Regions from separate parts of the Mus musculus genome. Here all the other regions are linked to region 1. Evidence: chromatin contacts called from public HiChIP or PLAC-seq and promoter capture Hi-C data. All regions are on one chromosome and are shown on one strand. Each heading gives the region's core, a stretch centred on a gene start, on an enhancer-like site or on the middle of the called end of the contact. The rest is flanking DNA. Distances are from core to core; before and after follow the strand shown.

What was found. Promoter capture Hi-C pulls out the DNA fragments that hold promoters and counts their contacts. HiChIP or PLAC-seq counts read pairs in DNA pulled down with a chosen protein or histone mark.
Region 2: a contact with region 1 is called in a promoter capture Hi-C map of hippocampal neurons, with 8 times the contacts expected there. The contact joins the promoter of Gtpbp4 here to the enhancer-like site in region 1. A contact is called at or near these places in 5 of 39 promoter capture datasets (the 3T3-L1 cell line, the C10 cell line, cranial neural crest and 2 more), 6 of 484 Hi-C or Micro-C datasets (cerebral cortex, cortical neurons, myocytes and 2 more), 11 of 115 datasets of contacts at active chromatin or transcription factors (DN3 thymocytes, cardiomyocytes, embryonic forebrain and 8 more) and 2 of 9 other capture datasets (embryonic stem cells and liver).
Region 3: a promoter capture Hi-C map of hippocampal neurons shows a contact between it and region 1, with 5 times the contacts expected there. The contact joins the promoter of Larp4b here to the enhancer-like site in region 1. A contact is called at or near these places in 6 of 39 promoter capture datasets (the 3T3-L1 cell line, the C10 cell line, cranial neural crest and 3 more) and 11 of 115 datasets of contacts at active chromatin or transcription factors (DN3 thymocytes, astrocytes, bone marrow-derived macrophages and 6 more).
Region 4: an H3K27ac HiChIP or PLAC-seq map of VIP interneurons shows a contact between it and region 1, with 8 times the contacts expected there. The contact joins the promoter of Dip2c here to the enhancer-like site in region 1. A contact is called at or near these places in 4 of 39 promoter capture datasets (the C10 cell line, cranial neural crest, frontonasal cranial neural crest and 1 more), 2 of 484 Hi-C or Micro-C datasets (bone marrow-derived macrophages and stem cell-derived neural stem cells) and 5 of 115 datasets of contacts at active chromatin or transcription factors (VIP interneurons, astrocytes, embryonic limb bud and 2 more).

Annotation. Positions count from the first base shown.
Region 1 is chr13:9,843,691-9,849,702 of GRCm38.p6, reverse strand. No RefSeq gene overlaps it. Among named protein-coding and RNA genes, the nearest start is that of Gm40665, 50 kb to the right of the region's middle. Within about 2 kb of position 2,977, at least 27 of the 459 cell types and tissues checked have an H3K27ac peak or open chromatin away from gene starts, as enhancers often do. A contact at or near this core is called in VIP interneurons, hippocampal neurons, neural tube and 1 more, where this site is marked.
Region 2 is chr13:8,992,306-8,998,317 of GRCm38.p6, reverse strand. It overlaps Gtpbp4 (GTP binding protein 4), which reads left to right and starts at 2,306. Exons shown (of 17, transcript NM_027000.4): 1 at 2,306-2,369; 2 at 5,503-5,673. The coding sequence starts at 2,322.
Region 3 is chr13:9,090,222-9,096,233 of GRCm38.p6, reverse strand. It overlaps Larp4b (La ribonucleoprotein domain family, member 4B), which reads right to left and starts at 2,353. Exons shown (of 18, transcript NM_172585.3): 1 at 2,054-2,353.
Region 4 is chr13:9,273,255-9,279,266 of GRCm38.p6, reverse strand. Dip2c (disco interacting protein 2 homolog C) reads right to left here and starts at 2,742. Exons shown (of 37, transcript NM_001081426.2): 1 at 2,201-2,742. The coding sequence starts at 2,285.

The sequences.
Region 1 (6,012 bases), core at 1,728-4,227:
TGACTTAGTTTTGGCAAAAGGTCCCCCAAACTTTTCGTCACCTCCTGTCTTGGTTTTTTGACAACTGGTATAATAAAATGCTCAATTTACATGAGAAATGGTTTCTTCTGGTTCACAGTTCCAGGTCTATCCCTCCATGTCAGTGTAGCCAAGTCAGCCAGAGTTTGCAGCAGCTGGATATGCCACATTCCCCCACCAGGAACAACCATCTCACTTCTTCACTTATACCCTAGCCAAAGAATGACACCACACAGAGTGGATGTGTCGTTCCACCCCAACTGATACAATCAAGACAGGAACAGCTACACAAACACCCCCCTCCCGGGTGATTCTAGATGCTGTCAAGTTGACAATTAATACTAATCACCACACCTCCCAAATACAATTATGCCACCAATTAATGACTCCACCAACAGATGAATCCATTGGTTAGCTAAGAGGCCTCTTGATCCAAGCACCTCTCCATAATGAATCCATAAGCTTCGGACCAAGCCTTCAACACATGAGCCTTTAGGTGGTTGGGGACATTTCATATCTAAACTAGTACACACTCAAGGCATAGAGAAACAATTCAAGAAGAAAGCAACACACCAAAGAAAGCATTGCTCCTTTAAATGGGGTCCCTTTAGCTGAATGATGCATCCACAGACATGCTATGTAGGAGCCATGGTCACCTAGCAGAAAGCAGGTGGAAGCACATGGTGGAGACCAGGGGGACACCAGCTTCATGACTTAGATGTGAAATGTCTCCAACAGGCTGCTGTGTTAAACACTTGGTCCCAGGTGGTGGTAGCGCTATTTTGGCAGGTTTGGGGAATTTTAAAATGTGGGGCCTAACTGGGAAGTGGATCAGGGGTGTGTATGTGTCTTTAACAATGGTACCTTGTCCCTCGCTTTTCTCCTTCCTCCTTCCCTTCTTCCCTCTCTTCCTATTCTCTCTTCTTTTCTCTTACTCATCCTCTCCCCTTCCCTTCCCCCCCTACTCTTCTTCCTCCTTTCTACCTCCCATAAGATAAGGAGTCCATGCCACCACGTTCTGTAGCTACCATGACATTCTGCTAAAGCAATCAGACTGAACCCTGTGAAATGGCAGGCCAGGTCAAATCTTCTGTCACTTAGGTGGTTCCCTCGTGTGTCTGGACAGAGCGTTAACTCCACAAGTAGTTATCTGAACCCCATCTCATTCAGAGAATAACGTGGAACATGGCCTCCAGGCACACTTGAGCTCCCAGCAACTTGTATCTGTAAGTTGGCTATGACCTTGTAGGCAACAACAGTTAAATTAATCGATTCACTGAGCTATACTTGAATGGTATGGTTTCTTTGGTCTTTTGTTGGTTGCCTATGTGGGTAAGTAGATATTTGTTCATCTCTCCAGGAAAAGTTAACAATGGTTGATCCAGAAAAAAACAAATCAAGATATCAGAGGCCACACACACCCAATGTCTTCACTGACTACATAAACACTAGCTGCCAAAGCCACGGGCCCCAAGCATGTGTGCTGGGGCAGAGGACTGGTACTCCAGAGCTGAAGTGCTTGTTCACTGACTGTTGAAGCCGGTGTCTCTGATGGACAGGTAAGCTTCCCTCTACAGTACAATGCAGAGAGAAAAGTTATCCATTTGCTCCATCTGTAGCCAGCAGAAGGAGAAGATAACATGGGACAACACACACACATCAGGATGTTTTGGTCCAAAGGGGCACATCCACTCACACCCAGCATCTAGGATGCAGGCAGCTGCCACATCTGGAAATGTGCCTGCGAAGGAGAGGAAGCTGACTGCTCTGAGCGGATTTCTGTCTGTCAAGGTATGTGTCTCTATTGGAGGAGAGATGACTCTCATGACAGTGCCACCTGCTTCCTCTGTCTGGGTTATTTTAATTTGGTGGTGGTGTATGTGTGTGTGTGTGTGTGTGTGTGTGTGGTGTACTGTATATGTGCACACTGCTAAAGACCACACCTAGGCCTTGAACATGTTAGGCAAGCTCTCTACCACTGAGCAGTATTCCAAACCTACTGCATTCCAAGGTGGTATTAGCACGGTCATCTCTGTGTGACAGCTACAGTTGCACTGGAATTCACATAGCAGAGGAACATGGAATCTGGGAAGAGATTGGGTGAAGAACACGAAGCAAGAGAAGGGATTGGCTTTCTTGGTCTTTTGATTGAGCAGAAACAATTCACTAACTATTATGTGGGTCACCACATTTTGTTTTCCATTCACGAAATTTGCCCACTTCATTTAAATTTGAATATATATTCACACAACTTAATAGAGAGCCACAGACTCTATAAATAACGGGAATTTACATTTATACTGGGACCATTCTCCAGCCAAGCCAGAGAATGGGGACTGGAGAAAAGTTGGACGGAATTTAAATTCACATGTGGTGAGCTGATATCCATGACCTCCATCATCAGGATTCTCAAAGACTGAGAGCTTTCTGAATCCTTTCTCTACTCTCAACAGCCAGTGCTCCAGTCCAAGCCAATAGATTATTCTCACAGACATACAAATTCTAAGATTCAGCTTCTATATTAATCTTACATCCTGTACATGGACTTCATCAATACGGCAACCCCCACTCCCAAAACAGTGAGCCCAATAATTATGATTTAATCTAACAATATATTAGTTTGGACCGCGGAACCATGGAGCATGCATGCAGTTCTCCCGCATGACCACCAGAGGACACTGTGTGACCACTCACTGCAGTGGCATGGCCTCGCTTCAACAGGACCGGATTAAAGCATGATCTGTCTGTGGTCAGTATGGAGACTGTAACTGCAAAATAGCTTTATTTAGAGTCTCGGGATTTGAAATGTTGATTTGAGTAAAGGCAGAGTATATCCAGAAAAAAGAACAAAGAATTTGGTTAAAGAAATCGAAAGCTCCAACAGTTGGTGTGGGTGAATAACACCAAGCGTCAGAACTGATTGGTCAGTTTGCAGTTACAAGCGCAGCTCTGGCTGCAGCTGTGCACAGTGCTAGCTCAGGTACAATACTTTAGCTGGCCCTGAGCTCCGCTTTAGACACCATCTTAAATGGAATTTCCAGGGTTCCAAAAAGAAGTACGTATTTACTAATGCTATTCCATTATATTTGGAAATTTTTCAAAATTGCCACAGAAAAAAATAAGAAGTGCAAAGACATTCACACACCAAAAGACCTCTGGGGAGCAGCAATGGAGAAGGAAGAGAAGAAGACAGGGAGCCATAGACTTGGTCCTGGTTAGTTTTTCTCAACCTAGCAGGAACTGCAGTCATTTGGGAAGAAGGAATCTCAACTGAGAGAGTGCGTTCATCAGATTATGTTTTTTATTATTTTTTATTAGATATTTTCTTCATATACATTTCAAATGCTACTCCTTTTTCTAGTTTCTTTTCCAAAAATCTCCTATACCTTCCCTCCTCCTCCTGCTCCCCAACCTCACCCACTTCCATTCCTGGCCCTGGCATTCCCCTGTACTGGGGCATATAATCTTCACAAGACCAAGGGGCCTCTCCTCCCATTGGTGGCCAACTAGGCCATCCTCTGCTACATATGCAGCTAGAGACACGAACTCTGGGGGTACTGGTTAGTTCATATTGTTGTTCCACCTATAGGGTTGCAGACCCCTTTAGCTCCTTGGGTGCTTTCTCTAGCTCCTCCATTGGGGGCCCTGTGTTCCATCCAATAGATGACTGTGAGCATCCACTTCTGTGTTTGCCAGGCACTGGCATAGCCTCACAATAGACAGCTATATCAGGGTCCTTTCAGCAAAATCTTTCTGACATATGCAATAGTGTCTGGGTTTGGTGGTTGTTTATGGGATGGATCTCCAGGTCACAATAGAAAAGCAACTAATTTACAGCCTCTTTCTGTATCCACTGGGCAAACAGCAGCATGTTTAAGCACAAGTGTGGGACTGTACAGAACATTGTTGAACCTAGGCTGTGCAGAGTACAAAGCCTTGGGGGAGGGGGAGAGAATGTGTGTGTGTGTGTGTGTGTGTGTGTGTGTGTGTGTGTGTGTGCATGCACTGAAGGAGGGAAAGGGGTGTTTGTAGCAGCCTGAGGTCTGAGGAAAGCTGGTTCTGAGTCCAGTATTTTTTTCAACACAACAAGATCACCATTTCCAACTGTAGACAACTCTAATTCTTTTAACTTGTGGGCATCTTACCCACTGGACCATCCCTCCTTTAGCACAGGAGAGCAACCCCCCCCCCCCCTGCTCACAGTACCCTGTAATCACAGTACCCTGTCATCTCTGCTCACAGTACCTTGTAATCACAGTACCCTGTCATCTCTGCTCACAGTACCTTGTCAGTCATCTCTACTCCCACTGAGGTCCCTTGGGTTCCATATTTTCCTCATTCCCCTCCAAATCTAGCTGGATTGTAGAGGTAAGTTTATGATTATGAATAAAAACTAAATAAGAAAAATAAAAAAACAAGATAAAATAAGCCTTGGCCTCTGCCATGCTGGTTTCGGTCAAAATTTTATCACAGCAACAGAGAAGCAAACTAGGTAGACTTTACAAGACAAAAGAAACAGATCCTAACTAAAGGCTGAGGAGATGGCTCGACTGTACAGGACCAGCCTCGTAAGCATTAGGCCATGAGCTCACTCTCCAGGGTCCATGTAAAAAGCAAGGCAAACCGGGTGTGGGGGCGCACGCCTTTAATCCCAGCACTTGAGAGGCAGAGGCAAGTGGATTTCTGAGTTTGAGACCAGCCTGGTCTACAAAGTGAGTTCCAGGACAGCCAGGGCTACACAGAGAAACCCTGTCGAGAAAAAAAAAAAAACACACACACACAAAAGGTAAGGCAAGGTGGTCTGGATGAGGCAGAGGCAGGAGCATCTCTAGAAGGCCTGGCCTAGGAGACAAAGTTGCAGACCAATGATACACTGTCTCAATCAAAAAGACAGAAGGCATCTGAACACTGATAGCCAAGGCTGCCTGTCCTCTCAACTCCACCCACCTCCCCACCACCATACACACACAAAATGCACACACATTTGCACAAAAAATAATTGAGAAATGGATAAAACCTGCATTTAAGGAGCAAGATTAAATCTAAAGAGCTAGAACTTGTTGAGGTCCAACAGTCACCCATAATCCACCTGAACACCAATCTCAGTCAGACAGGAATAGTTTATAGAACACACAACCTAAGAGTGACTGATCAGTCGGGGACATAGCTCAGAATTCAGGGGATGAGGCTATGACCCCGAACATTTCTCAAGACTGGCTGTCTTAGTTAGGGTTTTACTGCTGTGAACAGACACCATGACCAAGGCAACTCTTATAAGGACAACAGTTAATTGGGGCTGGCTTACAGGTTCAGAGGTTCAGTTCCTTATTATCAAGACAGGAAGGCATGGTGCAGAAGGAGCTGAGAGTTCTCCATCTTCATCTGAAGGCTGCTAGCAGAATACTGACTCCCAGGTAGCTAGGACAAGGTTATTGAAGCCCACACCCACAGTGACACACCTACTCCAACAAGGCCACACCTCCCAACAGTGCCATTCCCTGGGCCAAGCATATACAAACCATCACACTGACTTGTAAGGTGAAAAAACCCACAATGATGTCATATGCAGGAACAGCAGGCGCTGCAGGGAGCTCAGCTCTGACCCAAGCTACTTTGGCTAGCAAGACTGCACAGTTCTAACTGACCTTGATTCTGATTGGTCCTAAGTAGAGCTTACCTTTGTCCAATTTCTTAAGATTAACAAACCTCAGAATATACAGAAAATAAGCAGGGTATATGGTCAGCATGACCCTGATCTGAGTTATTTTTCTGTGGCAGTGGCTGGCAGGCACATTACAGCAACAGTATGAAATAGCTGGCAGGCATGGGACAAAATGGCTACAGTCATGGTGGGTTGGGTCTCAACAGAGCTAAAACTTAGCAAAAGGAAAAGGGAAATCTTCAGGATTTGAGATTGGTTGCTAGTTTCTTAAATGTCCGAGCAAGAAAGTGAGTAAAGGATATAAAGTTGGCCTTTGTGTTAATTACATTTCT
Region 2 (6,012 bases), core at 1,057-3,556, 850 kb after region 1:
GCTTGAGCTATAGTCAGCCCTATTTAAGGTTTAACACCATATGGGATTCTTGAGTTACCTGAGAGTGAAAATTTTATCAATTGTCCAAGTGCTTCATCCTTATCCACTTCCTCCTATTTGAGCTGGGCTCCAAGGACTGAGTCTCCTTGGTGAATACCTGGATTCTGCTAACCCACTGTGTGGGACCACATACAGCTCTTTTGCCTTATTCCATAATTTTCCTTCTCTGCTCCTGTTCCTGGGATTCATCATCAGTAGGGCCACTCTTCTTATGACCTCACCTCTGCCCCTGAGGCCTCATCTACTAACTTTGTTTCAAGGTCTTTAGTCTTGGTCAACCTTGCTCTTGACTCTGTTCAGTTTTGTTCAGTACCCTAGTGGGGAGTCAGAATGTGAGGCTGTCCTTTCCTTTCCTTTTTTTTTTTTTTTTTTTTTTTTTTTGGTTTTTTGAGACAGGGTTTCTCTGTGTAGCCCTGGCTGTCCTGGAACTCACTTTGTAGACCAGGCTGGTCTCGAACTCAGAAATTCACCTGCCTCTGCCTCCCGAGTGCTGGGATTAAAGTCGTGCGCCACCACGCCTGGCCTTTTTTTTTTTTTTAAGATTTATTTATTTTATGTATGTGAGTACACTGTATATGTACAGATGGTTGTGAGCCTTCATGTGGTTGTTGGGAATTGAATTTTTAGGACCTATGCTTGCTCCAGTCCACCCTGCTTGCTCCGATCAATTCAGTTCACTCAGTTTTTTTTTTTTTTTTTTTTCCTTTTTGCTTTTTCTGAGACAGGGTTTCTCTGTGTAGCCCTGGCTGTTCTGGAACTCACTCTGTAGACCAGGCTGGCCTCAAACTCAGAAATCCAGCTGTGTCTGCCTCCCAAGTGCTTGAATTAAAGGCATGCGCCACCACTGCCGAGCCTCACTCAGTTCTTGCTTACTCCAGCCCAAAGATTTATTTATTATTATACATAAGTACACTGTAGCTGACTTCAAACGCACCAGAAGAGGGTGTCAGATCTCATTATGGGTGGTTGTGAGCCTCTATGTGGTTGCTGAGATTTGAACTCAGGAACTTCAGAAGAGCAGTTAGTGCTCTTACCCGCTGAGCCATCTCACCAGCCCGAGACTGTCCTTTCCAACAGCACAGAGAGATGCATTTAGTCAGAAAAGCAGAAAGTAAATGCTCTTGGGAAATACCCAATTTAACATATCTGGAGTCTGATTGAAAATGTCTGATTGTAATTAAAAAAGACACCAGGCTGAAAGCAACTTGTATTATCAAAGTAGTCCACACTGGGGCTGTGAAGGAGAAAGGAGAAAGGAGACTTTGAGGAGAGGAAGAACCTTGAGGATTATCTAGTTAGGGAGAGACTCAGGAAGGTAAATTAGCAAAGAAGACTGCATTCTAGACATCAAGTACCAGAATGATGGATGTCACAGAAAAATAGGGAGAAAGGTTTGAAGAAGATGGCAACACCTGAGAAAGGGTCTTTTAGTTAAAAGATAATCATGAGGCAAGAGTAGATGGATTAAGGTAAAGAAATGGGTGGCTTAATTAAACTGACAGGGAAAACGCAAGTGGGAAGGTTGGCTTCAATCCATGTAGGTCTGTACGGATCAGACTTTGTGTCTATGTCTGGTGCCTGGGTTCTGGGCAGCTGTGTGGGGGGCAGAGTTTTTTCACTGGCCCATGTCAGGTGAAGGTCAGGTGAAGGTGGAGCACCCACAAACCACCTCGAGACTGCAAGGTCAGGAGAGGAAACTCGGGCCACCTGGAAGTATGCAGTCTACTCCATTAACAGAAGCCCCGTCAACATAATTTACTCGAATAAATAACTTTCCACACTGCCAGGCGACAGACAGCCTTTCTTGCTCAAGGGACACCAAAGTGATGCAGAAGCCCCGCGCTGCGTCTTCCCGCTCGTCACTCGCTCTGGCCGCGGCGTCCCCAGAGGTGGCTGGAAACACCCTTTGGAGCCCCGAAGCCGGCTTGGGTGAGGGCAGTGTTTCCTGAGAGCCCCGCCAAGGTGGCCAGCCGGGAGTCTCCCTTTCACCCCGCAAGGTTATCTCTCCCACCTCTAAACCCAGCAGATCTCTACCGCGGCTCTTGGCGGCGGACTTCCCGGCCGAGCGGGGACGCTGTGGGACTAGAAGCCTGTCTAGGCGGACGCGTGGGCCACGCCTCGCGGACATTCAGGAAATGATGTAACGCTTGAGTCCGGCAGCCAAAGTTGTGTCACGCCGGATAGCGGAAGTCCCGCCCACCTCCGCCGGCGGAAGTCCGGTCCTCCGCTTCTCCTGGTTCCTCGTGCGTTCCACCGCCGGCATGGCGCATTACAACTTCAAGAAGATTACGGTGGTGCCGTCTGCCAAGGTAGGGGTGACAGAGGTCGTTTCCGCCTATCTCCATTTCCCCGACAAGTCGCCAGGGAGGGTCCAGGCCTGTATCCCCGAGACTGGGGGAGGGAGGACACCGTGCAGTCCCTCGGCCCTCAGTGCGGAGCTCCGCTTGCTAGGCTTTGTCCTCGCGACCCTCGGAGATCAGTCCCACTCTCTGAAACCAAGCCCCTCTCCTGCTGTCCTTGGGTACCCTAAGCCCTAGAATCCCTCCAAGACATCAGGGCCGTTCCAGAGCCTATGATTCTTGTGTGGCCTGCCGACGGGACAAAGTGTCTGGGTGGTGGCCACAGTAAGGAGCAGGGTAGGAAGCCTGAAGGGGCCAGTGGTGAGCGTCGTGTGAGTACCCTCCCCTTTAAGTAGAATTTGATTCGTGACGTCACGGTCTAAAAAGATTTTAGGTAGCTGTCATTTTGTCGTTGGACTTAAAAGATGCAATTGGTTATAAGCACGCAAGTAGCCAGGCCCACATTATGTAACGTAGCAAGATGCTTTCCTCCCAAATGTCGAGAATGAGGTAGGCTAAAGAACCTAAAAGGATACACCGGTTTCTCTGGCAAGCCATGGGCATTAAATTGCAGAATCAGTTAGAGGAACCAGTGTCACTATCGTTAAATTGACCGCAGTGTGGGTGTTTTCGACATCCCCCTTTCTGAATGAGCTTGCTTTGAAAACTTGTGTAAAGAACTAGTATTTTCTGGTGGGCGTGGTAGTGCACGCCTTTAGTCTCAGCACTAGGGAGGCAAAGGTAGGCGGATCTCTGAAAGACCCTGTCTTGAAAAGACAAAAACCATGTTTCCACTAGTTGTTTTCCTTACACGTCTCTGTATTTCTCCTTTCTTCCTCTTTCTGATATCCATTCTGATACGTTTTTCACACGTTTGTAATAATTGGAAAGAAACTACATGTAGGAATCACATTTTGTTTTAGCCCACGAGACTGTCGCCACTACTTCTCAAGTGCATGTTGAAGGAACTCGTACACTTTTTATTTCACTGGAAATAGAGTTCATTGGGTCAAAGGAACTTTGTTGATATAATTGACCTAGGAAAGGCAGCCTTTGTCTCTGTTGCCCTGAAGGAGGTCTGTTTGCAGATGAGTTTGCATGTGTGTAGATAGGTGGTGGGAAATAAAAAGTCAATCTGAAGAGTATGGGGTGCTTTTGTAAAGTGTGTGCCAAGTTCTGTGTATAGAAACACATAGAATAGTCTGCGTCTTTAAGAATCATATTCTGGGGGCTGGCGAGATGGCTCAGTGGTTTAGGAGCGCCGACTGCTCTTCCGAAGGTCTCGAGTTCAAATCCCAGCAACCACGTTACGTCTGTAATGAAATCTGATGCCCTTTTCTGGAGTATCTGAGGACAGCTACAATGTACTTATATATAATAAATAAATAAGTAAATAAATCTTAAAAAAAAAGGATTTTCTGAAGGAATAACTGAATGTGTTTATACCCACCGCAGTATGATGGAGAAGTGTGAGCTCCAATTGGCCCTCTGTATGAGTTCAAATCCAGAGTCAACCAACACAGATTAAAAACACTATTTGAAAATTGCATCTATATTTAATGTACATAGACTTTATTTTCTCTTTTTTGTTTGTTTGCTTTCTTTTTGTCTGCCTTGGCTGGCCTGGAACTTATACATTTCTGCCTCTAGGATTAGGATTAAAGGCGTGAGCCACCATGCACATAGACTTTTTAAAGGAGCATTCCCTACATATAGTTACAGCTATTTACCGTATATGACAAATATATGTGGATTCTTCTACACACAAGTACTGTGCCATTTTATAAAGTGAACTCAAATATCTCTCTGTTTTGGTGGGCGAGGGCTTGGGTGGGAGGAACCCTGACTATAAACTCCTGTAAATATCAGAGATTTGGGATAACATAAGAATGTAGTGAGAACTGGGCAGTCGGTGTTAGTGCATGCCTTTAATCCCACTACTGAGGAGGCAAAGGCAGGAGATCTCTGTGAGTTTGAGGCTAGCCTGGTGTACAGAGCAAATTCCAGGACAATCAAAGCTACACACAGAGAAACCCTGATTAGAAAAATAAAAACAAAGAATATACTAATAAATGGGTGAGTTTGGAGAAACTTTTCAGTAGGCAACTTTTAAAAGATATGAGGACCATGGAAAGGAACAGAGTAGAAGAGCAGCAGGCCTGAGTATCCATGCTCTCCGTAATCTGGCAGACTGTATTGTGATTACCTGCTTGCCTTTGGTTTTGTTTCGTTGGATCTTAGTGTCTTCTTCACTGTTTTGTCTTCAGCATTGTGTTCATTCTATCCTTTATTATAGAAAATGATCAATATTGTTCAATTAATGGAAGTGATCAAGGGAAAGTAGAACAGCTTTCTATGGTTGGGTAAAAGTGAATAAGTACAAATATCTCAAATAGTCTACTCAGCATACCCAGGAAATTTTAGATGATGAGTTTTAGATTTTTCATTTTATACCCCTTTAAAATCAAAGCTACAAAATCCTTGAAATTGAAGAGCTGGCTCTTTTTCTTCTGATTTATTCTTGAGTTTATTTGAAAGTTAAAATAGCATTAAAAAACATGGGGTAAAATATATTTCAGCAACCATTAGCAAGTCCTCTCTTCTACCCCAGGCATATTTTTATTGGAAGAGTGACAAGGAAGGGGCCTCCTCCATCAGTTGGAAGTATTCACAAGTTTTTCAGCCATTCCAAACTCAGGTCCTGGCGTGGTTGGACACATGGAGCATGCTCCCATTATCAGGGGCAGGGGCTGGGTCTTTGTGAGGCATGGCCTAGTTGATCTTGGTGTCATACTTGGTGTAGGGGCTGAGCGATTGAGGGCATAAATAATGCAAGGCTCTGACACTTAGAGACACTACCAGCACTGTCCCTTTTGGTCAGGCATTCTTGAGGAGGGTTGAGATTCTCCCAACTATCTTAGTCTTGGTGGTGGGTAGCAAGTTTTCATAAAGGCCAGAAACTATAAAGATGAGCCAAGTTGTATACAAAACAGTTGATTTTTGAAAAAGTAAATTTTGTAGTTTAAACCATGTACTACTGGGTTAATGCTTTAAGAAAGTTATAAGCAAATGTTTGAATTTTAATTATTCTCTTTAATCATAGGACTTTATTGACCTAACATTATCCAAGACTCAACGAAAGACTCCAACGGTTATTCATAAACATTATCAAATTCATCGGATTCGACATTTTTATATGAGAAAAGTCAAATTTACTCAACAGAATTACCATGACAGACTGTCACAGATTCTGTCGGATTTCCCCAAATTGGATGTAAGTGACAAGTATGGTTATAACATAGAAGACTACAGAGAGCCATATTAGCCAGATGGATGTATTTGTTAGAGACGAAATGAAATAACTGATGTGTCAGTTACTTCTCTTCCTGTGAACTTAGCAGAGTGGTTTAGAGAGCCCAGGCCCCCTCTCCAAGCTCCACCCCCTCGGGCAGGCGGCGTGCAACCTAGTGTCTGGGGAGAACTGGTCCTAAGTGGTTCTGTCACTGTAGTAGGATTGAGGTTAGTGTGACTACCAGTGACTGCTTGTTTCCTTAGGGGTGGCTTGATGGCTTGACAGGGTCTTTGGCCAGGACACGGGGTCTGGGGATCAGAG
Region 3 (6,012 bases), core at 1,104-3,603, 750 kb after region 1:
AGCCCCCAAAGCATTACTATGAAATTTCAGCTACTTCATTTCAGCTGCTCTTCTACAGTGTGGAAAAATGAATGCAAACTTCTACACCCATTATAATCATCTATTTTCTCTCTGGAGCCTACTCACATATAGTATAGCTCCCTTCTCCAAACTTATATGCTGTCTCAGAACCTGTCTTCTATGACAGAGACACGTGATCAAGACATGAGTAATAAATTAAAATTGCCACCTATAAGGCAGAATATCAAAATTAGGAATTCAGTAACAATAAAAATAGCAAAAAGCAAACATCTGCATGCTTCATGCTTACATCAGTCTTATGAGACTTTTCAAAATTTTAGTCACCAAGAAAGTAAGTTTTTTGTTTGTTTGTTTTTGGTTTTTTTCAAGATAGGTTTCTCTGTGTAGCCCTGACATTCCATCTGTAGACCAGGCTGGCCTCCCTTCCTTTGCCTCCCTAGTGCTGGAATCAAAGGTGAGCTCAGGATAGCTTCTAATGACTAAGAAGCCATGCCGTTCCATATAAATAAGTCAACTCAAGTCACATTAGTTTTCAAAATATGAGATGAAATATATTTCTAACTAGTTAAAGTTTTAAGGGAAAATGTACTAACTAAAAAATAAACTTTCAGAGAGCATTCTACTTTAGCAATTCCCAACAAATCTCCTTAAACTATTTCTTGTACAATTTGATTACAATACTGGATTTTGGTATATTAAGCACGAAGAAAAAAAGCCTCAATTAAATTAACCCTGACTGTAAATAAGAGAAGCCAACCAAGTTAGGGAAGTATAGAAATTGCACATAATATACTAAAAGACCACCAAAAACAAAAACCATCACCCTTTTCTCCTCTTGTGGTCTTGCAAACACCAACTCAAAACAAACTGCAAGTGCATTTTAAATATTCAACTCAATTTGAAAAGGGAAGCAGCTAAATATCCTAAAAGAAACAAATGCAGTTGCTATTGCCTCTATTTAAAACTCCCTTGTTTGACTGTGTGCTACAAACTAATTCCACTGCAGCCATGGGAAGCCCTCCCGTTTGTTCAGTTATGGAAAACTTCAAAGTTTCAGTTTATGATTAAAACAAAGTATTCCAACGCCAGTGAGAAGGTCGCGAATGGAAGGCAGATTGAGATCATTTTTCTCCGGGTCGTTTTCTCACATTTCGAGTCAGTCCAAATTCAAAGCCACCTTACACCAAAAAACGAGGGGGTTAACAAGATTACATTCACTGAAAGTCACAAGATGCAATGACCTCAACTCAACAAACTTCATGTTCTACTATACACCACTGAGAAGCAGGTGGTTAAGAGGTTCCTGGCCGGTTACCATGAGTCTTCACATTTAATTTTTATTTCTTAACTATCTCAAAGTCGGACCCGCTCAAGTCTATCAAGTGTATGGGGGAAAAGGGAGCAGCATTCCAAACACACACTCGAGCAACAGGATCCTAACTTCCTGGTTCTAAAGGAATGCGATTCCCTAATGAGCCACCTCTCCCCGCAGCAGCGAGCGCGGCTGTCTGGCCGGTCTCCGGCGGGACCGAGGGGGGCGAGGCCCCGGGCGCCGCACTGCGGGTCCCCGGGGCCCGCCCGCCTGCCCTCGGGGCGATGGTGGCCTGCGACCCCAGCCCATTCTCCTCGGGCTGCATAGGCAAACCCCCAAGAGCCTGGGAGACGCGGCCTCCGGGAAGACTCTGCACACGTCTCACTTCGCTCCAGTCCTCCCCGGCCAGGGCCGTGTCAGTCAGGTCTGACCCCGGCCCGCAGGTCCTCCCAGGTCCAGCCTACCCCGGGCTATCGGGGCCACAGTCCAGCCTGCCCTGCCGCTCCCTCCGCGGCACTGCCCCTCTTTCTGTCCTCCCCAGCGCCGGCCCCAGCCCGGCCCTGTGCCGTTCCCCTCCCCGCCCGGGCCCGGCCCTGCCCGCCACTGGCCCCGTCCCTCCGGGAAGATGGCGGCCCGGTGACAGGCTGGTGGAGGCGCGGGTCCGAGCACGGGGCGCGGAGGGAGGCCGCCCCGTCGGTGACCGAGGACCGCCCCGCTCACCTGTCAGCCGCCCGCCCCGCCCGACCGGCCGCCCGCGGGCTCGTCGCCGCAGCCCCGGTGCCCGGCGACCGCGCAAAACACGCGGGGACGGCCGAGGAGGGAGACGGCAAGAAAAGGCGGCACGGCCGGGCCGGGCCGGAGACAGCAAAGAAGAGCGGGCGCGGACTTGGCAGCGACGGCAGCCGATCCTTCCTTTTTCGGGCCCGAAAATGTCTCAACCTCGAGACTCCAGATCCCCAACGCTCCTTCCCGTTCGCATGAGAACACACAGATCCCACTTCCGGGGCCCTGCGGAAGTCCCACCCCCGCGCGGCCCCGCGCCCTACCCCGGCGCCCTCACCCACCCGGCCCGCCGACTGGCGTTTGGCGCCCAGGAGAGCCTAGCGTCATGGAGGCGCTGCGTAGCGATTGGCTAAGAGGGGACGCGAGTCCTCCCTTCTACTTCCCCCGGCCTCTCGGCGCGCACCCATCTCGCGGCATCTGTGATTGGCGCGTGCGCGCACGACGCCAATTTCCCCCCCCACACCCCGCACCGCCCCGCGCCGCCCCACCCCGCCCCGCCCCGCCCTGAGCTGCTGCGCGCGCCGCACACCTCGTCTCTCCCCGCCCATTCTGCAAGCCCCGCCCTGTAGCAGTCGGAGCGCCAGTTGTAGGCAGCTTAGCATCTTATGAGCAAGTGCTGGGGTGTGGGGCGTCCCAGGCTGGTGGCGTCCTGAAAGCGCACCCCTCGCTCCGGACCCGCTGTCCCCAGGACCTGGACCCATGTCCGGCATTTCTCTACAGCTTCCCCGACTTCAGTATGGGACAAGAATGATTTGGATAAGCAAAGAAACCTGCTCTTGTCGCTTCCCAGAGAATTGAAAATACTAAAACCCTTCTTTTATCGATTTTCTTTTAAAAAAAAAAAAGAAAAAACGTATATTACATTTACTTTACTTAAAACTTGCTGCCTACTTATCTGCGTTTATTCGCCGGTTGCTTACTGTCTATAATTCATTATTCGAAGCCATACGAATTTTTCCCGAATGAAAAAGCTCTCTTGGAACAATATCCATGGTTACCATACCATACCATACCATACCATACCATACCATGGTTCTGCTCATTGGTTTCTAGGAACATTTTTCAAATACTGAAGAGTGCATTTTGGAAGAACCATCTTTGACTCTCCTGTATTGGGTCTTTTTTGTGGGAGTTTCTTCTCTTCCTCCCTCTGGGTCTTGATGCTCAAACTCTTGGTGTTTACACTTCAGAGCAAAGGCCTTAACCAAGTGAGCCACCTCACCCAGCCTCTATGTGACACCTTGTTGCAGTTACTAGGCTTAAGACTGTTTCCTAGTTAACTATTTCACAGGCATTCTCACAGTATTTAGTCTCATAGTAACTATTCTCACGGTATTTCTTCTTCAAAGACCAGTTCTCACTATTTTTACACAGGCTGGCTCCCTCGCATTGATTGTTTTGCCTCCCACCTCCCGAGTTGGAAGTACTGCCTGGCACTATGTGCCCTACTCATTGACGTGTCTCTAAAGATAATAAATTGTAAGTAAAGCTTGCCTCTGGTACTGGAAAGAATATACAACATTAGTACTATTAATGCTTTTCCCTTCCCTGGTAGTTCTGCCTGCTGTTAACACCTCGGGGTATTTGGTGTCCGTAAATGCAACTGGTACACCTAATCCAGAGTACCAACAGGTATGTCCTTCAAATATATCTTCTCCATCTTGTCAACAAAGATCTTCATGGCTCCTTGTCTTTCCTACAGGATAACATTAAGTACTATTGCATAAAAAGAAGGACTTTCACAAACTAGTGAAAACGGTCTATTTCCTTTCCTACCCTGTAGATTGAGACACCCTAACTTTCCAATTACATTAGTGTACTAAGAATTCTTAAGACATTGGGTGAGTCAACTCAGTCTATGCTAGAATAAAGCACAGCCTATACAAAGTTTTTACTGAGAACCAAGTCAGCATTTAATAGGTGTTTTTTCCTATAAATCCCCTGGGATGTGGTTCAGTGATAGTGCCTGCCTGACATATGAAAGGCCCTGGCTTCCATTCGTAGCATGGAGAGAGAAGGGGAGAAGGGGAGGAAAGGAGAGGAGAGGGAGATAGAGAGGGAGAGATGAGAACCTACGATCCAGAGCATCTTAGGTCCTAATCACTATGATTCTGTTTCCCTCATACGCCTACCCTCTACTTCTGATCTACTCTTGCTTATCTCCCCCCACGCCCCCCCCCCCCCGCCCCTTTCCTGTGATCCTATCTCCCTTCTAGGTCCTCTCTGTACTTTGTAGTTCTAGTAAAGACTTAGCAATCAGAGCCAGATGCAATGGCTCTCACCTTTTGCTTGAGCAGCTCATGGAGGTGAACCAGATGGATCACTGAACTCCAAGCACTCCTGGGGAGCGTCAGTGTGAAACACTGTTTCAAAAAAATAACTGAAACAAGATATCCATCCAGTCACTACTATCCCCCTTTTTAAACTTTTAAACACTTCATTTTCTTTTCTTGTATGTGTATATGTATCCAAAAATAATAGAGTTAATGAGGGAAAGGGGAACTCTCTTCTTCACACACACACACACACACACACACACACACACACACACATACCCCTTTTAGGTAGAAGGGATTGATTCTCATGTGGGAATTAATTTGTTCCTTTCATCATGTTGGGTCCCAAGGATTCAGCTGAGATCATCAGAGTTAGTAGCATGGGCCTTTGCCAGCAGACTATCTCAGTGTAATTTGCAACTGGCACCACAATGCTACCCCACCCCAGTTAAATGGTAAGTACTAGCCAAGGAACTGATAAGTGCTTTTGCCAGCTGATACACTGTGTTGTTCATATGCCCATGGATCTTCCGCTGGAGCACAGGAAACTTGCCAATGACAACATTCTCAAACAACAACAACAAACAAACAAACAAACAAAACCAGTAGCTCCTCAGTAAGTGGTGGGGCCTGGAGATCACTTCCCATCAATACCAGAATTTTGGCTACCTTAATCTTGTGCAGGGCTTATGCAGATGACCACAGGTACTGTGAGCTCATGAGTGTGCATAGCCATGTCATGTACAAAAAGTAATATTTCACACTACTCTTCCCATTCTCTAGCTCTTACCTTCTTTCTGCCTCCTCTCCTGCAATGTCCCCCTAAATATCCCTTTTAGGACACCTAAGCTCTCTGTCTCTTATCCTTAGTACTTAAGCTATGCATACAACTATCCATTGACTGCAACCCACTTGGGGGGGGGGGAGAGCTTCTCTGACTAAGGTGGAGAGCAGCCCAGGTCTATGAATGTAAACATAAACATTTAGAACTTATTTAGACAGTGTAACCATTTAGCAGAATAATAATGGCAGCTTCTAGCCCACAGCCTATGATCTCCCCAGCTAGATTCACTAGCTTTTGCCACAGGCATGATATTCTCTCCACAGAGATAGGACTCAAATCCAATCAGAAGGCTGTTAGTTCTCTCCTAACAGCCATGCCAGTATTATAGCAGTGGGCTTATCCTGCTCAGTAGGTCAATACTGTAGTATGCAAGGTCCAGTGCTAGGTAAGACTCTTGATGCCTTTCCTCCTCCAGCAGCCTACATAGCACCTTAGCCAAAAAATAAGACATTTTCAAGTTGGATTAGCACTGGTTTCTCTGTGCCATGCAGCCAAAGTGTGTGGCGTCCTCAGCAATAGGGTCTTACCTTGAAACTATGTTAAGTGACCAAGGGCAATGACAGTTACCTATGTTCCTTTGGGGACCTCTGGGGCCTCCCTAACCAATCACTCGTAAGGAAGCATTCCATACCTTGGTAGTAAGGCTCTCCTTTTATAACTCATGTCCACCCATGCAGAGAAGTTCTATTCAAACACTCTTTTGTTAAGGTGTATTTTAAAATTATCTTGCTAACTAGTGAGTTTTCATATGGCTTTCAATTTCTAATCTAGGCATA
Region 4 (6,012 bases), core at 1,493-3,992, 570 kb after region 1:
GTGACAAAAGGCTTTTTTTTTTCTTTTCTTCTTTTCTTTTCTTTTCTTTTCTATTCTATTCTTTTTGTAATTCTTAAAAGTTTAGGTCAGGTCTCAACATAGCTCATATAGAAAAAGAAAATAGAAAAGGACTTCCTGAATACAAATATATGTACACACTTCTCTAAGCCCACCCATTCACCAAGAAACTCATTGAGTCCTCTAAGTTCTATACAGACACAAGGTGCTCACAGGGAGTTAAGCTAAGTACACCTCATCTAAAGTGGTTTTCCATACTTCTCTGGGCAACACTCACTCTTCAAGAGTGATCGATCATGACAGGTGACCGCTGTTACCTAAAAACAAAACAGACAGCTACTCTCAACAAGAGGAGAGCAGGATATGTGGCTCCAGGCATTATGTGAGGCTTTGAGAGTAAATGTGAATTGACTTCCTAGTAGGCAGGGAGATTCAGACCCTGCGGAAAGGGCTCAATGCAGGTTCAGATGGCTTCTCACTTTTCAAGTATGGGTGGGCAGAGACACATCACATTAACATAGTGCAGATAGCAGAGGTGCTTGCTTTGAGTGAGAACATGAATGGGAAGGGGTGCTTTCAATACAGGATGCAGACGATAAAACAGCGCTGGTAAGCTGAAGAAGACAGTCTATCTCAAGTCTAACAAAACACAAATGTTTCTTTATAGTTACTTACTAGAAATACACTGTCCACACTGCATACCTCATCTTCCAGTTTAAATCTAAAGAATTCAGCCCTGCCCTTTCTGCCTGTGGAAGGGTGATGCTCTCTCTTATCTCTAGATGGTCAGAACTGAGGCAGGAAGCACAGTCTGGGACACATTATCTTTTCCTCCATTGGAGCTTCCCAGGGACTGCTTCCAAAACACCTTGGAGAACCCCAAATTCGGGATAAAGAAAATGTCTAATCTATGAGAATCTGATAACAGAAGCAACACTTACAGCCACCTGGTTTACTCTCCACCCTGCAAGTGTTAAAAGGGAAAACGTAAAGTCAACGTCAGCTCCTCCCCATGATGAAAACTGGCACGAATGAATTTACGTTCTGGCTGCTGGCCCTCACAAATCGTTACCAAAAAAAAAAAAAGTTTACCATGCTAAACTGCTCCAAATATTAACTCAAGAGAGACGACAGGCCATTTCCACACCACTAAGCTGTAGTCTTCTCAATGAGTGGGATGACCGCTAAATATTTATTACTAGACACATTTTGGAACTTTAGTGGAGGAAAAAGGAAAAAAGAACCTACAAAACCCAAGCTGAAACTTATGACAGTTGAGCACATGATGTCCACCATGAAGAGCAAAGACGAAAGCGTATATAACACTCCGTGAAATCACAGCAGAGCAGCCGCAAAGTCTCAATGTCTCTATCCGGCACGATGGGAAGGAGGCATCCAACCTGGCCTGAGGGGGGAGGTTTTAGGGCTCTAACTCAACCAGCTCGTCACAAACACGCCGGAACAATAGTACTACTATCTTCCTCCCGCTGACAGGACCGTGTGCCTGCAGCCTCAGGGGGATCCAATCCCGAAGTCCACTGACAAGTTTCGCATTAAAATCAGGCCATTCAGAGGCCGTCCCCAAGCAGGGAGCGTGGAAGCATGTGCTGTGCTGGTGCTGGTGGTGCTGCTGGTGCATGTGGTGGTGGTGATGATGGTGGTGGTGGTGGTGGTGGTGGTGGTGGTGGTACTGCAGCTGCATCAAGGACGCAGCGCCTCTCCATTAGGGAAGAGCGCACATCCCCACCAAGGCCATTTCCCCCGCAGCCCTAAAGGTTGCTCCATCTTGCTTCGTAGCCGGGAGCCCCGGGCCCAGCCGCAGCGCGCAGGGGGCATCGCGGCTGCACCGTGCCAGTTGAGCCTGGAGGGCGGGGGCCGCGGCACGCACACGCGCGCGCGTGCACACACACACATACACACGCACACACACTACACACACACACACACACACACACACACACAAGCACGCGCGCACACAAGCACATGCACACACATGCACCCTCCCCGGGGCCACCACACGGGGCCCGGGCCAGGGTCAGGGCCGGGGCCCCGCCACCCCGAGGCCCGGCGCGCGCCCTCCCCGGAGTGACAGCACGGCCCGGCCCGCGGGGCCCCGAGCGCGCTCCAGAGAAGCGGTGTCCCGGCCCGGCCCGGGCGCGGGGCTAAGGGGGGTTGCTGTTACCTTCCGACAGCTCCAGCTCCAGCTCGGCCAGCCGGGCCCTCACCTCCAACGGGAGAGCCATGCCTTCCAGGCTGCGGTCCGCCATGCTCGCCGCAGACGCCTCCGCCCTGCCGGCCTCCTCTTTGTTCGCCGACGGAGGGCTCCTCAGCGGCCGCCACTCGAACCCGGAGGAGCCGCACTGAGGAGGCGGCGGCGGGCGGGCGGGAGCGGGAGGCCGGGCGGCGGCGGGCAGGCGCGCGGGGATTTTCTCCTTAGCCTCCTCAGCCTCGTCAGTCTCCTCAGCGCCTCCTCAGTCTCCTCAGCGCCTCGTCAGCCTCCTCAGCGTCTCCTCAGCGCCTCCTCAGTGCCTCGTCAGTCTCCTCAGCCTCCTCAGCGCGGCCCCGACCCTGGCGGTGGCCTCGCGCCCGGCTCTCTGCGCGCCTCCCCCAGCCGCGGGCTCCGGCCCCGCTCGGCCGGCACCGGATCACGGGCCCGCCCGCGGTCACGGCCACAGGGCTCTCGAGCTGCTCCGCGGCCGCCCTGCCCCGGCGGGAGCGAGCGCCGCTGCGCGCGCACCGGGCAACAAGAAGGCGCGCGCGGAGGGTGGGAGCGCGCGGACGTGCCACGGCGGCGCGCGCTCAGGGGGGCGGGGCCTCCAGCGAGTACTTCGAGAGCGCGCTCGTGGGACAGTGGTGCATTTGGCCTTAGGAGGGGGTCTTCCCAACCCTGAGGCTTAGTTAGGCTCCTCAAGACTCAAGGAGAAAAATAAAGAAGGCATTCGGAAGCACACCCTAGCCTGCTTGTTAAAACTTCAAATGTTCTGGATCATCGAGGGCTGATTTTTTTAAAATACTTTTAAGAGGAAAAAATAATTAAAAAAAAAAAACAAAACAGCATGAGACATAGATTGAGTCCTAGGTTTGAAGTTTAAAAGCATGGATCTAGAACAGACTACTATATGACCTTGAAACACACAATGTTTTGTCTAGACTTCATTTTTCCCATCCGTGGAAATAAATCAAGGTAGGTTGGGTCTGTCACACACTGTCCAGCCTAAGGAGTCTTCAGCAAGTGTCTTCTCCCTCACATCCTACAATATCATCCCCTGCTTTTCTTCTACCTCTTGTGAATTTTTTTCCCTTTGGTCATCGCCTGTGATGGTATCAATGTCTATTCTGAATGGCTGATACGGAGTCTGACTATTTGGGGGCATTCTCGCATGGCCAGCTGTCTCCAGAGTAATCTCACCTAGCTGCCCCTGAAGCCCCAAACACCACAAAACCAAAGTAAAAACAGCATCTCCTAACATTAAACATCCACCTGCTTCTTAAAGCATTTTATTAACTCTTTGAGAATCTCCTACAATGTATCCCTTAGCTCCTCCCAGAGTCATCCCCACCTCTCTACTATCCCAATTTTATGTCTATTATTATTATTATTATTATTATTCAATAACCTATGGACTCCAATTTGTTCTGCTCAAATATTTCAGGATGGCTGATCTCACAGGAGGCACATCCTTATGGAAAAAAATAATAAAAAACTGACTCTCCCTCCCCGAGAAGCCATCAACTGGCCATAGGGATAGGAGCTCATTAGCCCTTTGCTATGGCATGCTAGAATGTTAACTGCCTTCATCCTGTGCTGGCAACCATAGCTTCTGTGAGTTTGTGAGTCCAGAGGTATTGTCGTGTCCAGAAGACAGTTTTGTTCCCAGTTTTCCTCAACCTCTGACTATTACAATCTTTCTACTCCGTCTTCTGTGATGGTCTCTGAGCTTCGGGTGTGGGGTTATGATACAGACGCCCTATTTGTGACTGAGCACTCTACTGACATCTATTCTCTCCACTTTGATCAGTTGTGAGTTTCTGTGTCAACCACTACACAAAGAAATTCCTCTGATGAGGTCGGAAGTCTGCACTAGTCTGTGGGTAGAGAAATACAAATTTAGAGGGCAGTTTGATGCCTCGTCCCTTTAGCGGAGTAGTAATAGTAGGTTAGGTTCACTCCTACCTATGATCTCCCCAGCCAGATTTGCAGTACCAGGCATATGTTTCCTCCTGTGAGGCAGGTCTGAAATCCAATCAGACAGCAGTTGTGAAAGCATATGACCTTGATCTTCACACATAGTATTAATATCATTCAGGTTATTATTGCAGGGTTCATAGATGGTTAAAACTGTTAAACACACACATCCACAGCCTGCATAGCACCTTCCAGTACCAAGCAAGACAGCCAACAAAGAAGAAACTTACTGATTAGCATTGATGGATTCTGCCATGTCCTATGAATAATGTGTACGGTGCCTTCGGCCTTAGGGTCTTACCCATCACCCACCTGCTTTTATCAGCTACTAGTGTTTTCCTAATTATCTAGGCTAAAGTCACCCTGGCTTCTCTACCTTCCTTTATCTTCACACAACTTTTGCTTCTCAGTCCCCTCAAATGTATCCCACAAAAACACTGATGGTCTGCTTCCTTCCCATGCCTGCAAACACTGTTTCTAGTCCCCATGCTTCTTCCTGCCTGGAATATTCTAAAGACCATTGAGATGGTGTACCCAGCAATGGGACCCTGAAATTGTAGACACTTCTTTCAACAGTGCTTCAGCACATCTTCTTATGGAACGCAAGTGAACTTCTTAGCTTTAAACTAGGGGACCCTCACTAACTGCTCCAACCTTCAGCCTAGTCTTACCTGCCCACCCCCCATAGGTTCTTGAAGAAAGGATGACTAATATTCAGCATCCTTGCTAATTGTACATCAGTCTTCTGAGGCAGGACCTCATGTGTTCAAGGCTGGCCTCCAACTTACTATGTAACCAAAGATGGTATGTACCATGCTGCCTGGTTTATGCAATGCTGGCAACCAATCCCAGGGCTAAACCAACATTCTAAAACCTGAGTACACCCCAGCCCCCAAATGGAACATCCATCTTCTTAATTGTTTTCATCTTGTTTATGTTTATTTTTATGTATAGAAGTCAGCATGTTAGATCTTCAGGATTTGAAGTCACAGACAGTTGTGATCTGCCATGTGAGTACTTGGAATGGAATCCGGGTCTTCCAGAGGTGGAAGAGCAGTTAGTACTCTTACTTGCTGAGCCATCTCATCTTGATTATGAATTCTCTTGTTGGCTCAGAATTTTCCCCGTCAGCTCTCTTCTCCCTTACTATGTTCCTATCACTCTGATTTCATCCAATTTGACCTTCAGTTAGTCTTAATCTTTAGCCTGTGGGTAGACTCCTTGAAGACCAGGAACAAACCTCTGGAAATCTCATTCATTTGACAAGTGTTGCTCTCTTATGAAGATCTGCTTCTCGGTAGAGAACTGTGGGAGAGAAATAAGCCACTAGCAATGATAAACTTGAAAACTGTGAGCTCCAGACTGCCGGTTCTTTTGGTTCTATACCGGGTCCTATACTGTGAGGTATGTCCATTGGTTTGGTGTTTACTTAAGAACATATTAAAATACAGTAGATACTGCTGGCACAATGTTTGGCCCCATTCTTTTCATTATGATCAATCTAGCCACTAATTAAGAAATCTCTAAAGATCTCATTCCACTTTCCATGTTATAGATGAAAAACCTTAAGGAAGTAAAATATAATAAAACCAGGACTGAAACCCTAGTCTCCATTACTGTCCCATAATGCTTTGTCTGGACTTGGTTTTTTTTTTTTTAACCTTACTTTTTATCTTTTGCATATATATTGTTTCCAATTTTGTGTTGTTATGGGTTTTCTATGTGTGTCTGTAAATCTGTATGTGTTTCTCATGCTTTTCCTTTCTTTTCCCCATTTGTTTGTTTGCCTGGTTATTTTGTAAAGAAAG